4 separate regions of the Sus scrofa genome follow, and all the other regions are linked to region 1. A link is a contact called in public Hi-C and targeted proximity ligation data. All regions are on one chromosome and are shown on one strand. The core of a region is the stretch at or near the end of the contact, and the rest is flanking DNA. Distances in the headings are between cores, read along the strand shown.

Evidence for each region. A called contact is a pair of places that touch in the nucleus more often than the background predicts.
Region 2: a contact with region 1 is called in a Hi-C map of liver, with 5 times the contacts expected there. A contact is called at or near these places in 1 of 47 Hi-C or Micro-C datasets (liver) and 1 of 2 datasets of targeted methods (alveolar macrophages).
Region 3: a contact with region 1 is called in a targeted proximity ligation map of alveolar macrophages. A contact is called at or near these places in 1 of 47 Hi-C or Micro-C datasets (embryonic fibroblasts) and 1 of 2 datasets of targeted methods (alveolar macrophages).
Region 4: a contact with region 1 is called in a Hi-C map of liver, with 3 times the contacts expected there. A contact is called at or near these places in 1 of 5 promoter capture datasets (liver), 17 of 47 Hi-C or Micro-C datasets (alveolar macrophages, embryonic fibroblasts, fetal heart ventricle and 10 more) and 2 of 2 datasets of targeted methods (alveolar macrophages and skeletal muscle).

The regions. Positions count from the first base shown.
Region 1 is chr5:88,507,250-88,509,949 of Sscrofa11.1, forward strand. The region is part of intron 1 of TMCC3 (transmembrane and coiled-coil domains protein 3); the gene reads left to right. Among named protein-coding and RNA genes, the nearest start is that of TMCC3, 99 kb to the left of the region's middle.
Region 2 is chr5:88,338,017-88,340,716 of Sscrofa11.1, forward strand. No RefSeq gene overlaps it. Among named protein-coding and RNA genes, the nearest start is that of NDUFA12, 47 kb to the left of the region's middle.
Region 3 is chr5:88,299,774-88,302,473 of Sscrofa11.1, forward strand. The region is part of intron 3 of NDUFA12 (NADH dehydrogenase [ubiquinone] 1 alpha subcomplex subunit 12); the gene reads left to right. Among named protein-coding and RNA genes, the nearest start is that of NDUFA12, 8.4 kb to the left of the region's middle.
Region 4 is chr5:88,692,661-88,695,360 of Sscrofa11.1, forward strand. No RefSeq gene overlaps it. Among named protein-coding and RNA genes, the nearest start is that of CEP83, 77 kb to the right of the region's middle.

The DNA of each region.
Region 1 (2,700 bases), core at 7-2,506:
GTCTTTGAACTTTGCTGTGTAATTCACTTTTCTGCATGCGGGGCCTTGAAGGGGGGGCCCAGAGAACATGGACTTCAGGGGATCCGTGCACGTCTGGAAATTGTATGCACTGTGTTTTTGGAAATGGTTTTCATAAAAGAGGTATGAGCATTTTGTGAGGAGGGTTCTTAGCCTCACGTGCTAAAGAAGCAGGCTGGGAGTTCCCACCGTGGCTCAGCAGAAACGAATCTGACTAGCATCCGTGAGGACGCAGGTTTGATCCCTGGCCTCCCTCAGTGGGTTAAGGATCTGGTGCTGCTATGACCTGTGGTGTAGGTCGCAGACTCGGCTCGGATCTGGCATTGCTGCGGCTCTGGCATAGGCTGGCAGGTATAGCTCCAATTTCACCCCTAGCTGGAACCTCATATGCCATGGGTGCGACCCAAAAAAAAGACTAAATAAATAAATAAACAAAATAAAGCAGGGTGGCCCCAGGAAAAGAAGAATAATGCTAGATCTTACCCCACTCATTTATATGAGGATACAATGAGAAAGGGCATAAACATTCCGTGAAGTTAGCTCTCCTTGTCTGTGATCCTCAAAAGGTTAAAATGATGGAACTGGAGTTCCCGTTGGGGTGAAGTGGTTAACGAATCCGACTAGGAACCATGAGGTTGCGGGTTTGATCCCTGGCCTTGCTCAGTGGGTTAAGGATCCGGCATTGACGTGAGCTGTGGTGTAGGTCTCAGATGTGGCTCGGATCCTGAGTTGTTGTGGCTGTGGCGTAGGCCGGCGGCTACAGCTCCAATTGGACCCCTAGCCTGCAAACCTCCATATGCCGCGGGAAGCGGCCCTAGGAAAAAAAAATAAATAAATAAAAAATGAAAAAACGATGGGACTGCTTTCTATCCCTTAGAACTGGGTAGCAGATGTATCATCAGTAGTGACATTATTAACATTCTTAGAGCCCTTTGTGCTGTCCCCTGAACCCGCGAGTCTGCCTCCCGTGCCCTTCCTGCATCCTCTTGGACGGGAGGGACTGCGGGTCCCCCCTGCAGATGAGGACAGGGAGGCTCCCGGCAGACAAGAGCCCCCGCTGCTGAGGCTCAGAGGAGTGGCTTCGGCTTGCATTCTGGTGACCGGACAGATCATAAGACAGTCACCGTGTACAGAGTGTGACGCGTGTCTTGCCCCTTGAATTCCTGGAAGTTAGGGCCGTCAGAGGGTCAAGGGAGACTTCCTAGAATAAATGACGCTTAATCTGAGCCCTGAGACACGGGCAGGAATAGGCCAGGCGGGGCGTGGGCATTGTGTGTGGAGACAGCAGCGTGTGCCAGTTCCTAGAGGCAGGGGGATGCCTCTTGGCAAGAGGGGGTGGAGATAAAGCAAAAGAGCAGTTTCCTGGACACCCCCCCAAAAAACCCCAGATGGATGTCAGAAAAAAAAAGGAAGAGAATAGAGCAGAGAATCATCTTTGGATTTGTAGACACCCCTACAAACCACGCTGCTGTTTAAAATAATTCCCAGGAGCGTTCATGACGCGGGGATGCGGTGGGTGTGCTGCGGCAGGAGGCGCGTGTGTGAAATTGCCTGGATGCCGTGAAGATGAATCTACCGAGGATGGAGACCTAGAAGGTTCGTGGAAGAAGGAAAGGAGCTCTTGGGTTGAGGTGGTGCATTTGGAAAACGCGTTCTAATGGGGTCGAGGCCCCGGCGCTCATTCCACTGGGCCTCCAGCCTCTTGGTTCTGATTCATTTCATGCTTGCGGGCTGTGTTCCAGGCCCTGGGCTGGAGCACGTCTCAGGCACGTCTGTGTGTCCATCCCTGACTGGGTCAGCGTTCAGAGAGCTCGGCCCTTGGCCCCAGAGCCCCACAAGAATCTCTGTGTTCTCACTTGCCCTTGGGACTCCTGTGATTCAAATTCCCTTTTTGTTCACTTGAGGAAAAAGAAAAGGCAGTTCCAGTTAGTGAAAAAGACTCCTTCCACCATCTCGATGGCATGAAGCAGGGAAATTAAGGAGCCACAGGGGCGACAGCTGAAATAACTGGGTATCAGGCAGACGTGTCCATTTGACCTAGCTTATTACTGTTTGGAGTCTGGTGCTTCTGGAAAATTGCCTGGTTCCTTCTAAGTTTTCCACAGGGATCAAAGGCTTTGTGTGCTTGGAATGTGTTGTCATGCAGTTAGTCGGAAGCTTTCGCTTTCATGCAGGTCAATGAGAAAAAAGCAGTGTGCGGCCGTGACATGGGGCATCAACACAGCCTTTGTTCCTTGGTCCTCTTGATATGTATTCTGAGTGTCTGTCCCTTCTGTAGGCAGCCTCAGGACAAGGGACAGGTAAAAACTGTGCTTAAAATATGGTATTTGCTTTAAAATGCTCCCAGCACACACAAACACGCACACTATGTATGGGAGAATATGAAATCAGAAAGGTGAGGGTATATGGGTTTCTTTATATTCTTCTCTTCACCTTACTTATGTTTGGCATTTTTCACAAGAAAAAAACTTAAGGAGTTCCCACTGTGGCTCTGTGGGTTAAGAACCCAACATAGTGTCTGTGAGGATACGGGTTCAATTTCTGCCCTTGCTCAGTGGGTTAAAGGTCTGGCATTGCCACAAGCTACAGATCGCAGATGTGTCTCGGATCTGGCTGCGGTGTAGGCCTGCAGCTGCAGCTCCCATTCAGCCCCTAGCCTGGGAACCCATGTGCTGCTGGTAG
Region 2 (2,700 bases), core at 40-2,539, 170 kb before region 1:
CTGAGCCCCATCTGCAACCTACACCACAGCTCACAGCAACACCAGATCCCCAACCCACTGAGCGAGGCCAGGGATCGAACCGACATCTTCATGGATACGAGTCAGGTTCATTACTGCTGAGCCACAATGGGAACCCTTAAAATCTATTTCTTCTATGGGTGTCCAAGGTGGTGTGTCATCAGCGCCAACTTTTCTGTTAATACCCTGGCCCAGAGACTCATCAGTCTGAGACCCCACTTACGTTTGTCAGCAGGTTCTTGCCAGTGGATAGAATTATGATGTGGGCTCCATGTGGTATTTGCAGAGGGGTGTCTGGTCTGTAAGCCCCTCACCTAATGGTCTGAGCTGAGGAGTCCAAAGGGGCTTGAGGTCTCCTGCGAGGCTTGGAGAATCCCCATCTCCAGACCCTTAATTGATTCACATGCGCAGAGACCCTTTTACCACATAAAGTAACAGCTTCCAGGGCTTGAGACAGGACATCTTTTGAGGGGTCACTAGTTGGGCTACAAAGACCTACACTCTGGGGGACCTGCCACAGCCAAAAAGGATCAGCTCAAAATGACCACGCTTGACATCCTGCCATTTGCTTGTCCCGCCTTGTAACTGTTGGGAATATAATAAAACAGCAGCCAGCCCACACGCTCTATGGAAGTTCTGGAGCATAAGTCATGGTGCTCCCTGTTCTCCCCGTGGTCCGCCTTTGCGGTGTCTGCCGTCCTGGACCCATGTTCCCCTCTCGTTAGAGCCAGACCGTCTGGGTTCCTCTCCCGCTCTGCTCCCTCCTGGCTGTGTGACCTTGGGGAATGTACTTGAACTCTCTGTGCCTCTAGTTGCTTGTGTGTAAAATAAAATGGGAAGTGTACCTCTAGCATACCGTCGTTGGGAGAATCAATCAAGTGTATGAAGTGTTTCGCACTCCGCCTGGCACAGTGTGTGTGTGAGCTGTTGTCATCATGACCCCGACTTTCCTCCGGGGTAACCGTTCCTCCCTCCCTTCCGTGTGTGTGTGTCTGGCAGAGAGCCGACCTCACCTCGACCTCTGCTTTGGGGCTGATATCTCACCCCAACCCTCCCTGAATCTGGGGTTGGCTGACCCGTCTCTCCAGAAGGAGACTCCTTGGCCAGAGGTGGAGGCTGGATCTGGGGTACCAACCGACCTGTTCCTAATTCCCTCTCCCTACTTGGTAAATGAAAGTGCACCATTCTTTCACCTTAAGTGACCCATATTATGAAAGGAAGTAACCCCAGAGGACGTCAGCTCAGAATTGCTTTGTGAAAGTTCTGTTCCGGCCTAAAAGTCACGGGGTAGACGGCTATTTCCAGCTTTCTGTGTCCTGCTAAGTCCCACGTCCCGGGACTGCAGTGTCCTAAATTGTGGACTCTCTAGTCTGTTGTCACCTTCTCTCTCATTCGTTTTGTCCTTGTAGATTTTTCCTCTTTATTCTTTTACAGTCATATTGTTGGGATTGTAGAAGGGGAAGCGAGAAAAGTCTGTGCTCCCGCCGCTTTCTTTAGCCATAAAATCTTCGAGGAATCTAAGCAGCTTTGCTGGAAAAGGGACAGGCAGCCTCGCCTGGGGCAGCCCAGCCTTTCCAAGTCCCAGAAGGACGCCAGTTCACATGGACATGACATCTGCAAATCCAGTCACTCTTTTTAAGGAAATGTGGGCACTCAGAGAGCTGATATACTCAGCATGAAATCCTTGCTTCTAAAAGAAATAATCAGCGACATACTAAGAACGGAGCCCCATATGCCTTGTTCAGTGAGAACAGGCCTGGCTCTGCAGCCTTTTGGGCTCACGCATGGAACCAGCTTCCTTGGGCTCCTGTGACCTTACTCTCCTGCTTCGTCTACTTTGGGATCATCCTTGGGGCTCCCAAACAACACTGGCACTTTGTCAGGATTGAAGGCATCTTCTGGTGAAGATTTTTGCCTTTTTTTTTTTTTTTTTTTTTTTTTTGCTTTTTTTAGGGCCACACCCACAGCATATGGAGGTTCCCAGGCTAGGGATCTAATCTGAGCTGTAGCTGCTGGCCTATGCCACAGCCACAGCAATGCAGGTGCAAGCCACATCTGTGACCTACACTACAGCTCACGGCAACACTGGATCCTTAACCCACTGAGCGAGGCCAGGGATCGAACCCGCAACCTCATGGTTCCTAGTCAGATTCGTTTCCGCTAAGCCACGACAGGACCTCTGACTTCTTTTTCTAATTGTCTTTTTTTGCTCTCCACTGTATACGAGGCTGTGGAGTCACAGCTAGACAGTCATCTGCCCCTCGCCCCCTCATTCTCCTATCATCTGCCGCCACCATGACTACAGAACAAAAACCCAGAGAAACAAGGACATAATTCAGTCATCAGCAAATGGCATTCAGGAAATGCCAGTTACCGACTCACTTACCTTGAAATAACACATCGTGACATTTGGAGGGTCAGATATAATTTTCCATAATTTCTCTCGACGTAGCCTCCAAGCTCCTTCACTTCACCCCTCCACACCCAAATAACTCATATAATACATTATGATGCCAGGAGAAGACCCAGGTTTTGTGGAAACCAAAGGTTATTTCACATGGAAAGGGGTGGGCTCCTTTAGAAAAGAGAATACTGGAGTTCCCGTTGTGGCGCAGTGGTTAACGAATCCGACTAGGAACCATGAGGTTGCGGGTTCGGTCCCTGCCTTGCTCAGTGGGTTAA
Region 3 (2,700 bases), core at 113-2,612, 210 kb before region 1:
GAGCGCTTTGAACTGTGGCTAATGCAACTGAGGAAGGGAATTTATTTGACTTAAATTGAATAGGCTACTAGATTGGATAGAATAGCTTTTAAAAATATAAGGTGAGCTGAGCAAAATGTGTAAGAGTTCACCTGCCTCCACTTTTCAACCTCTCGTCCACTATTTGGACTGACTGGGAGCATTGACTCATGTCAGGGACGTCGTTTGAAGACCACAGTGTTGGATTATGTCTTTAGTAAAACCCCTTGTTTCCTTACACTGATTTGAGGCTGGATTTTTACGCTCTTTTGAGTGGGAAATAATAACGTACGGCCTGTTAAAGTCGGAGGAACTGTGGTTTCAGGTGTGGAGCTGCCTGCCTTTTCCCGAGGGACTTCGTATATGCCAGGGGCACTATTTGAGACCAAGATCTCAAAGTGGAACGTTGGCTTTCGGAGGCAAGGTGTCCTCCCAGTTTTCATTGTTTGGTTGATTATTTTTGGGGTGGGGCTGGTCCTGAGAGTCTGTGGGAGCCCTGTGGGCTGTCTTCCTCAGATTGGTGGCCATCTTCTTCAAAGCCGCCATCTAACACAGTGTCAGGGTCTCTGTTTTGGGGGGTGTGGGGGGTTGGGGAAGGGGACTCATTTACGTGGGATGAAACACATTTAAAACTATTAAATAGGTAAAAATCTGAAATGATAAAAGTACTATTCAGCTAAGCAAATCCCTTCATATATAAGATGGGAGATGAAAAAGAAGCTAAAAGCTATAGACGAGAACATCACCCTAGCAGGTGCCTGAGGGCAGTTGAGAACACAAAGCTGAGTTTCTTTGTCGTGTGGAGCCTCCTAAGGTCCGAGTCCTTTTGATGACCCTTGTTTGTAAGGGGAGCTGGAAAGGCCTGCGATGGTCTTTGTAGGGAGAAGTGGTTTGGGTGAGCTCAGCTGTTTGTTTCTCAGAAGCCCCCTTTGCTGAGTGCGATACATTGTAGAATTATACTCTTAGCTTTGATTTGATCCATGAATAAATTTGAAGTTGGGTTGATTAATCTTTTATTAGAGAGCCAGGTATTCCAGCTGGATTTTCTGTTTGTGGCTTCCTTTCTTTTCTCTGGACCCTTTAACTTAAAGATTTATTTTAACGCCTGTTAAAGGAAGAGGTTGGCAGGTTTTACTCATTCAGATAACTATTTCGTACCTACCAGGTGCCAAGAACTATCGTGGGCACTAGGGATACCACAGTGAATGAAGCGGAGTCCTTGCTCTCATGAGGGGAAGCAGAAAATATATATATTAGGCAACAGTAAATGCGAGGAAGCTGGCATTCATAAAGGGGTAAAGAGCAACCCCTTCCTTTGTGGAGGAGGTAGCTGTTTTATGTATATATATACACAGGGGTCAGGGAAGGCTTTTTTGAGGAAGTGACATTTGAAGGGGGGCTGTGTGGGGGGTGAGTAGCTCCAGGCAGTAGGAACTAGGGGCGCAGATGCACCGTGTGTTCGAGATGTGTCATTTGCATTCAGAGAGCAGCAGTGTGGCCAGTTTGGCAGGGATGGAATAAGTGAGGGGAAGGTATTAGGAGATGAGGTGGGAGAAATAGCTCGGGCCCTGAGCATGTAGGTCTTGTCGACCGTGGGTAAATCCTTTGGCTCTTTTTCTGAAGTTCCTTGTACGTCCCTGGAAGGTACGGTAGGATGCGATCTATTTTACAGGTTGGTTTTTTTTTTTTTTTTTTTTTTTTTAATTTTGAGAACAAATCCTAAACTGTTTGAAAAGTTACAAGTATTTGAATCATTTTAAAGCTGCCAAAACGATGTCCTATCACAGCTGAATGCACTAGTGTGTAATTCCTACGAACAAGGACATTCTCTTGATGAACCGCCTTATAACCCTCAGAGTTAGGAGGTTAACAGTGATACACCACTGCTCTCTAATCAGTCTTCAGACCCTGTTGTGTCCCAGTAATGTCCTTCATAGCAAGAGGGGTCTAGTGACGCGTTCCATGTGGATCTCACCTCTCTCTCCCTCATCTCTTTCACCCTGGATTGGTTCCTCAGCTTTTCCTTGGTTTTTAGGATCTTAGCACTGGAAAATTACAGGCCAGTTATGTTGTAGAATGTCCCTCTGTGTGGGTTTGCCCACTGTTTGCTCATGACGAGATGCAGGCTCTGCATCCTTGGCAGTAATGTCACAGAAGCACTGCCATAACCTTCACGTTGCATTCTATCGAACGGCATCTGATTCTGACTTGTCTCATGACTGAAAACTTGCCCCTTGATTGGGGTGTGTCTGCCAGGGTTTTCCATTCTGCAGTTACTCATGTTCCCTTTGCTCTTAATTAGTATTTTGTGAGGAGACACTGAGGTCATCTAACTGTCCAGTTCCTCTTCCAATTTTAATTTATATGTATGTATGTGTGAACTGTTGTTTTAATCGATGGGTATAATCCATTACTCTAATTTGTTCTTCTTTTTTTTGGTTGCCATGCCCTAGGCATGTAGAAGTTCCTGGCCCAGGGACTGAACCTGCACCACAGCAGCAACACAAGCCACAGTAGTAACAACACAAGATCCTTAACCCACTGAGCCTCCAGGGAACTCCCTATAATTTGTTCTTTTATTGCTCAGATTGAACTCATTTTGGCCAGTGGGCACCCATCAGTCTGCATTTTGGTTCCCTTTGAAATGTCTCCATCATTCTTAGAACATTTTCTTTCTTTCTG
Region 4 (2,700 bases), core at 156-2,655, 190 kb after region 1:
ATAAAATCCCAAAGCCAGGTCATTCTAGGTAGAACCTCAAAAGGAAATGCTTGGAAACGTCTCCCTGTGGTCTTGAACCCCTCCCCGATTCCAGAACATAAAGGGATTGAGAGAGAGGGGAGAGAAGAGGGTAACCTTGAATTATTTCTTTCCTTAGATTTTTTTTTTTCCTGAGGTGACTGGGGTGGGGGGTTTGCTGCCCTCGCCTTAAAGCAGGTCCCCAAGGGAGCTTAGACGGATCTGTGAGGCAGCTCAAGGGGCCTGTGGTTCCCTGAGAGAGGAGGGCTGAGTCGGAATCAGTCCGGTGGAGGGGGGGGGTGACCCGTGTTTCCAGCGGGTCTGACTGACACGGGCCACGCAGGAGAAGAATCTGCCTGGTGGGTGGGAGTTGGATTGAGCCCGTGGGTGGGGCCGGGGGAGGAAGCGCAGCCAAAGGGAGCCAGAGCTGAGCAGAGCCTTCCTGCGGCTGAGCAAGGTGCCCCCAGGACAGACCAAAAAGCCACAGCGGGCTCAGAGCCGGACCTGCTGGAGGGAGACCCTCCCCATGGCTTTAGCCCTCATCACCCCCCAACCCTGACCCTCAGGGGTCAAACACACCTGGACTGGCAGGTAGAGGCGCGGGTCGGTGGAGGAGGAGGAGCACGAGGGGGAAAAAGAGGGACGCTGCGGCCCTGCCCGCCTCAGGCTTTGGGCCTGACACAGGCCGGGGGCAGAGGGATCTGATAGGAAATCAGGGTCGGGGGTTTTAACGGTCTTTGGCGTTATTATTTTGTTTTTCTCTTTGGCTGCGCCCATGATGGGTAGAAGTTCCTGGGCCAGGGATCAAACTAGAGCCACAGCAGGGACACCACTGGATCCTTACCTTGATGAGCCACCAGGGAACTCCTAGTCTTGGATCATTTTAACTCCCCAAACTGTCATGCTGTCTGCTGTTGCAGGAGACTTTAGACTGTTCCCTAAGGACAAGGACAAGACTCAGAGGTCTGCAGAGTTTCCGTCGAGGAGGAGGGAGCTGTCGTCCCCACTGCATAGTTTCCAGGGATAGCGGGAAACAGGACGAGTTCATTTTGTCGCATCTCATGAGGCTGTTGTAGCAAGAGTGAAAGAGGCTTAAGAAGCAGGGATTTATTCTTCTCACCCAACAAGAAGTGGGGAGGTCAGTGACTGAGGGGCTAGTTCATCAGTTTGGCGAAGGCCAAGAGGCAAGCTCATCCCCCCTTCCCATCCTGCCAAGCCTCGGGGTGTCAGCACTGTCTCCCCTCCCGACGACACGGTGGCTGCCCCCGATCCAACCATCCTGTCCTCGCAGAGAAAAACCCAGCAGGCGTGGTAGGCGCGCCTCGCTCCTGGCCTTTGGCAGAGAGGGAAGTCTCGTCCACAAGGGCCCCCTCAAGACCAGCCTTTGGACTCCCGGGTCGGAAGGCCTCCCGTGACCACACCTCGCGCTGTGTTTCTGGAGGGCTGAGTCCTCACTTCCTTGTTCCCTCGGGCTCCTCCCACCGCTCCCGTGGAGTCGGTGCCTCCCTCCCGTAAAAGGCTTTCAGGGCAGGCCATCCATTACCCCGGGGCCAAGACGGTGCCTGTGTTTCCCAGCCCTGGTCTTCCATGATTTCTAGATCATTCTCTGCGGAGTTTTGTGCCTCCATTATCTCCAGTCCACCTCCTCGCTGCACACGCAGCAGGATTTCGGCATTTCCTGGGTGACCGGTACGACCCCAGTTACGCAGTTAGCGCTTCCCTCTTTTCTGAGCCGTGGATCCAATGATAAGTTTCCTGTAAAATCTCTGTACGAGGATGGGCCAGAGCACCTCAGACTAAAACCCAAGGTCGTTGTTTTCCGTTTACCCCAGATCTGTTCTTTCCCTGTGCTTTGCTTCCACTGAAGTCACCACCCCCGCCTCCCTAGTCACCCGAGGTGGAGACATCTGATGGCTCTTCCTCATCATTGCCACCATAGAGGCGTGTCAATCTCCCTTCTAAGTGTATCTTAAATTTCGCATCTTTCCATCTCAGCTGCCACTAGCTCTGTGTCGGTCAGTTCTTCCCAGGATAGTTGTAACAGCCTCTCAGCTACTGCCCCTTTCGCTTTATTCCTGCCCGATGGGAGACCATGACGTCTGGAACTGTGGCAGCCATCCTGTGACCGTGAGGTGACAAGAGCGAGGACGGCAGTAGAAACACGGACAGGGGCTGGGTCCCTGCAGCTCTGCTGAGCAGCTGAGTCAATGTCAGGATTCACTTACCTGCAGACTTCCTGTCGCGTGAGATCGTCCCGTCTGTCCTGCTTAAGCTCCTGCTGAGGGCTGCTAATTAGGTGATGGGGCGTCTCGAGCTGACCCGGGCAGCGGGAGGATGGAGGCATCGGTGTGAGCCGGCCTCTGTCGTGCTGACACAGCCGTCTCGAAGCAGCCACATTCGTGGGAAGTATGTTTTTATGTAGCGGGGGGGGAGAAACAAGTTTATTAAATATTTAGGGCTTTGAATGACGTCATTACCAAGTAATGTGTTCAGCAGGTATCACGTGCATCTCTGCGAACCCTCGCCTGCCCCTTGGTCGCCTCTCACTGGGGACTGCGTTCAGTTTTGAAGAGAAAGCAGCCTTCTGTGTCATCTTGTGGAGCATGTTTTCCGACGGTCGCATCAAACACCTGCTGGCTCAAAGGGTCACTTGAAATAGGCCTCCGTCAGATACGCATCCTG